2 separate regions of the Sus scrofa genome follow, and region 1 is linked to region 2. Evidence: chromatin contacts called from public Hi-C data. All regions are on one chromosome and are shown on one strand. Each heading gives the region's core, a stretch centred on a gene start, on an enhancer-like site or on the middle of the called end of the contact. The rest is flanking DNA. Distances are from core to core; before and after follow the strand shown.

Region 1 (2,700 bases), core at 20-2,519, 100 kb before region 2:
TGGGCTAGAGGGAGGAAGGAAGGGACAGATGGAAGGCCAAGGCTCCTGTGATGTGCGTGCGGAGGTGGGGAGGTGGAGGGGGTGGGGGCAGAAAGCGCACAGTTTCTTGGACCGCTCCCTCTCCCTTGTCCCCCGGCTTTCCCCCCCCTCCCCGCCCCCGCCCCCGTCCCCGCGGCCACCGCCCCTCCCCCACCCCGTTGGTGTGATTATTTCATCTGTTAGATGTGGCTGTTTTGCGTAGCATCGTGTGCCGCCCTGCCCCTCCCCAGTCCCCGTGTGCGCGCTCCCACTGCGATGTATGCCCCTGCCCCTCCCCCACATTAATAATTTATATATATAAATATCTATATGATGCTCTTTAAAAAATATCCCAAACAAAACCAACCAAACAAAAACATCCTCACGACTCCCCAGGAAGATGGCTGTGGCTGTTTCTTTGTGGGGTATGGGGGGCCGGGGTGGTGATGTGGGTCTCTGGGCAGCGGCGGCCCAGCGCCTAGAGAGAAAGCTACCGGACTACCGGAGGCTAGTCCGGAAGTGGATAGAGACCCCGGAGAGTTGGAGAGGGGAGCTGGAAGAGCCCAGGGCCTTGGAGACCTGGCTCCGCTGGAGTGGAGTCCCATCCTTCCAATGGTGGGCAGTCACGAAGCTGATGGCCTACGACAGGCAAGCCCCTGACTTGCTCCAGGAAACCGCTTAGACGGGTTTCTGTCACCGTGCCCGCAGCTAGGAGCCGCCAGAGACCTGAATTCTTAACGTAGAAGAGTTAGAAACTGATGAATTGGAGGGTCGGGGGCGTGGCTGCAATAGGTTAAAGCAATTGGAACCCTGAAGTCTTAAGCGCTCTAAGGTTTGAGGAGGGAGTGGGTGACAATTTCTAACGCCCTGAAGGGAAGGGAAATTATAGGGCGTTACTGCACACCCCTACACCAGGCCATTTTAGGAGAGCGCGAAAGCCGCTTTAGCGTCAAGTCTTCACTGCCGCGAGGCCCCGTCTCGGTTCTTAAAAAGGGGAGTGACTGGCTTCGCTCTCAGCCAATCGGCATCAAGTAATTTGCATAGACTCGTATCAAACGTTCCCAAACTCTAGAAACGAATGTTTAAGAGAGTTCTTTAGAATTCTGTTTTCACCTCTAAAAGTTACAATGTGCCTCGTTGTTTGTACAGCAATAGGAATTAGGAAACGCTGGTCGGAACTCACCCTCACTAATAGTGGAGTTTGCGGATATGCCGCCTTCTCGCCAGAGCTGTGCTCTCGTAGTGTACAGCTCTTTTAGAATTTGTCCAGCAGGTTTTCCGGTTTGTACCGGAAAACCCTTAATCCAGAGTGTATTCAACAATAGAAAGAGTTGGGGTGTAAGCGAGTTGGTGTCTGATTGACTGGTCTTAGTTAAATATCCGAGGTCTCAACCTGTTTCCGAGGGCGCGGGGAGGTTGGGACTCCATCAGTAAGCTTCCGGCTTCAGCTGATACAGCTTCCCTTCCACCCCCACCCGCCTGGGAAGCTGCACTAGGAGAAGGTTCGCTTTTCTGGAGTGTTTCCGTGGCGCCGCTGCACGTGCATCTTTTGTCCTATGGCGTCCGCCTCGGCCCAAGCCGCTGCTTTGAGCGCGGAACAGGCCAAGGGTGAGAATCCTCCTAGTTGCCGGGTGGGTAGTTGCCGGGTGGGCTTCCTGCCCGAGGAGGGTGCGGGCAGGAAATCACAGGCGAGAGATGTGACTGCATTCGCCGGGAACTGGGGGCGCGCGGTACCATCCTCCTTCAAAGAGGGGTCCTTGCTTCTTAAAGCGGGGGATTTGGGGGCCGAGTGATTCGGTTATTACGGCTTCAGGCCAGTAATTCCCTTGCCCTCTTCCTTGTGCCCTTTGTTCCGATGCCCTGTGCTGCATCCTTCGCACAGTGGTCCTGGCGGAGGTGATCCAAGCGTTCTCGGCCCCGGAGAACGCCGTGCGCATGGACGAGGCTCGTGATAACGCGTGCAACGACATGGGTAAGATGCTGCAATTCGTGCTGCCCGTGGCCACGCAGATTCAGCAGGAGGTTATCAAAGCCTATGGCTTCAGCTGCGACGGGGAAGGTAGGTCGGACTGGGGAGTGAAGGTAGCCTGGGTGGAGGAGAGGGCGATGGATCGTCGCGTCCCTGAGCCGTCGTCCCCTTTCTCGCCACATGGCGGCAGCCACAATCTAACAGTATTGGCACTTAGAACCCAGGGTCTACTGTGAACTTGAGCCAGGTGAAGTCTTAAGTGCATTTTGTAGTTACCATTAATTATATTGCTATCCCATTTTAAGATGAGGAAACAGACTGTAGTAGTAAACCAAGTTGGCAGGTCACAGCAGAGCTGAAACCTAACCCCGTTTTGATAGCTTTTAGTGAGATGTCTGCATGACAGCAACTTTCTGCAGCCCCTCCAAGCAGTTCCAGCTGATCTCTCGGGGTTGGCTGTTCAGTTTATTGAACCGGGTGTTTATTAATTCAGCCCTGCTGGCCCAGAGCTCTCTTCTGTCCTGGCTATGGACTGGCAATCTGGTTGATGTGCATCCTTTGTGCTCTTGTGACTAAATTGTTAAAATGGTTCACGTGATAGGGGTGAACACACTGCTTTGAGATATTTTCATTCACTGCATCCCAGCCAGTTGTGTCCAGTGTAGACTGGGAAGGGGTTGATCCAGACCACACAGGGCAAAGACCTGCATGAG
Region 2 (2,971 bases), core at 442-2,941:
CTTTCCCTAAGTCATGGTCTCCCAGCCCCCTCCTTGTTTGGATCAGGGAATTTCAGACATGCACACTGGAGTAGAGAATCACAGGGACAGAATCAGCCCAGGGAGGCCGGCGGAGGTTCCTGCAGAGGGGGTGCCTGGGCCCTGTGCTGCTCTTCCTGGGGGCCGGCAGGGTCGCCGGGCATGCCCACTGGCAAGAGAGAGGGGACTGACCCGCTTGCTCCCATCAGCTTCTGAAGGTAAAAACCTTGAAATCGAAGAGCAGAGCTTTGATGGAGGAAAAAGGAAGGCAGAAAACTTTATATAAGAAGGTTTGGGGCAAAGAGGGAGGGCTGGAAAGAGCAGAACAAAAAGAAGGCAGAATATAGACCCCTTATTTCTCAGGTTGACTCTCTCCACCCCAGTGTCACCTCACCACCTATCACTGTTTTCAGGGTTAGAAACATATTTGGCAGGACTTTTTGGAACTGTGGGGGAAATGCCTTGTCTTTTTAGTAAAGTTAAAAAAAAACCAAAACTTGGAAAAATGACCTGGGAAATTGAGGGAATACTTTTCCTCTCTTTTTATGTTTCCTGTCATTCAGATGTACCTTTTCTTCTTCCCCACCCAAGCTTGTCTCAAGACCACTTCTCCCCAGGTTTTTCCCTGGGAAAAGAAGCTCATTCCTCCATCAGTGGTCATTTGGGGCATCCACAGAAATCCATGCACTAATAAACATAGTCAAGAGAGCTAGTTCGAAGTGATAAGGGGTGGGGGGGTGTTTTTTTTTTTTTTTGCTTTGCTTTGCTTTTTTTAAGGGCTGCACTCATGGCATATGGAAGGTTCCAGGCTAGGGGTCCAGCTGGAATCAGAGCTGCAGCCACCGGCCTACACTGCAGCCACAGCAATGCCAGATCCTTAACCCACTGAGCAAGGCCAGGGATAGAATTCTCATCTTTATGGATACCAGTCAGGTTCATTGCCACTGAGCCATGACGGGAACTCCAAGGGGGGAGCCCAGTGTTAAGGAGAGGGGAGACCCGTCCTAGGAGGATGGTCATGAGGGGGAAAGACTCCTGAACACCTGAGTAGAAATGGGGATATGGTTCTCTGAGAGCAAGAGAGAGGCTGATAGGGTTGGGGCTGGAGGGGACAGTTGGGGGTGAGGAAGGAAAACAGAGGAAGAGGAAAACTCGAGAGAGAGTACTTCTCATTTTGGAGAAAACTTGGGAGAAGGTCCCGAGAAACCACAGGAGAGGGATAAGATTTAGTTTCAATTTAGAACCAGGAAGGAGTTCCCGCTGTGGTGCAGTGGGTTAAGAATCTGACTGCAGTGGCTCAGGTGGATGTGGAGATGCGGTTTCAATCCTGGCCCGGTGCAGTAGGTTAAAGGATCCAGCGTGGCTTCAGGTGTGGTGTAGGTCTTGGCTGCAGCTTGGATTCCATCTCTGGCCTGGGACCTTCCATATGCCTTGGGTGAGGCCATTAAAAAAAAAAAAAAAAAACCACAAAAAAAACTAAACCAAACCAAACAAAATTTAGAAACAGGGAGCATGTGAGAGGATGGGTGTCAGGGGCAATGATTAGTGATATCCTTCTGTTTACTCTCTGTGTTATTTTTGCCAAGGGGACACTGATCCTTCACTGCTTCAGCAGGTATCTGTGTTTGTTGGACAAATACACAGCCTGGCACCTCTTTGGCTCCAAAGTCCAGAGGTGCCAAGAGCCAGGACCAAAAGAGCTGTTCACCAGGGATGGACAAATTGCCAGGGATGTGGTAAGTGATCAGGAATCCACAGGGATGTACACAGACTCAGTTCCCTTCATCTTCTCAAGAAAATGGTTCAGATCTGAAGCCTGGGTTTTGCTTTAATGGGGCCTTTTGGCTTCATTCCCACCCAAGCGTCTCCTCTATGGGCTGGTGCCCTTCTCCTTTCCCCTCCCTTCTCCCTGCACTCGTCCGTTGGCACCTGCATCACCCACCTCTCCATGTGTCTTTTTTTTTTTTTTTTCAGGTGCATTGTCCTACTTTCCCTTTTGGCGTGGGTTGATGCCGAGCCGACTATGTATGGGGAGATCCTGTCCCCCAACTATCCTCAGGCTTACCCCAATGAGGTAGAGAAATCTTGGGATATAGAAGTTCCTGAAGGGTACGGGATCCACCTTTACTTCACCCACCTGGACATAGAGCTGTCAGAGAACTGTGCATATGACTCAGTGCAGGTATGTTCTTTTTTTTTTTTTTTTTTTTTTTTTTGTCTTTTTGCCATTTCTAGGGCCATTCCTGCAGCATATGGAGGTTCCCAGGCTAGGGATCGAATTGGAGCTGTAGCCACTGGCCTACGCCAGAGCCACAGCAACACAGGATCCGAGCTGCGTCTGCGACCTACACCATAGCTCACGGCAAGGCCGGATCCTTAACCCACTGAGCAAGGCCAGGGATTGAACCTGCAACCTCATGGTTCCCAGTCAGATTCATTAACCACTGAGCCACGATGGGAACTCCAGTGCAGGTATGTTCTAATAAGCACATAAAGGATGGGGCTGGGGTTGGGGGCTGGAAGGAGAGGTTGCCAGCAGGAGTGCCCCTGGTATGCAGTGAGCTGGAGTCACAAAGTCCTCCTGTGGGAAATGGTCTCATCTTTCCCCCTTTGCTCTGACCTTCCTACCAAAATATCCATTCCCAGCCTCTTTTTGACTCTTCTCTTAGATAAAGTCAGGAGGACGTGAAGAAGGGAAACTCTGTGGACAGAAGACCAGCAAGAACCCCAAGTCCGCAGTGGTGGAAGAGTTCCAAGTCCCGTATAACAAACTCCAGGTGATTTTTACGTCGGATTTCTCCAATGAGGAGCGTTTCACTGGGTTTGCCGCCTACTACGTTGCCGTAGGTAAGGCTCTTCCTTCTCCGTGTACCTCACTGATCCAGCTACAAGATTGAAAACAGGACAAACATTGAGCAATGCAAGGAGTGAGGATTCTGTTTATAACTCTTAT

What was found. A called contact is a pair of places that touch in the nucleus more often than the background predicts.
Region 1: a contact with region 2 is called in a Hi-C map of liver, with 7 times the contacts expected there. The contact joins the promoter of C5H12orf57 here to the promoter of C1S in region 2. A contact is called at or near these places in 1 of 5 promoter capture datasets (liver) and 5 of 47 Hi-C or Micro-C datasets (embryonic fibroblasts, epiblast stem cells, heart right ventricle and 1 more).

What each region holds. Positions count from the first base shown.
Region 1 is chr5:63,779,876-63,782,575 of Sscrofa11.1, reverse strand. C5H12orf57 (chromosome 5 open reading frame, human C12orf57) reads left to right here and starts at 1,269. Exons shown (of 3, transcript NM_001243445.1): 1 at 1,269-1,626; 2 at 1,901-2,077. The coding sequence starts at 1,575. ATN1 (atrophin-1) reads left to right here. Exons shown (of 10, transcript XM_003126540.5): 10 at 1-412.
Region 2 is chr5:63,678,445-63,681,415 of Sscrofa11.1, reverse strand. It overlaps C1S (complement component 1, s subcomponent), which reads left to right and starts at 1,691. Exons shown (of 11, transcript NM_001005349.1): 1 at 1,691-1,754; 2 at 1,993-2,200; 3 at 2,688-2,865. The coding sequence starts at 1,750.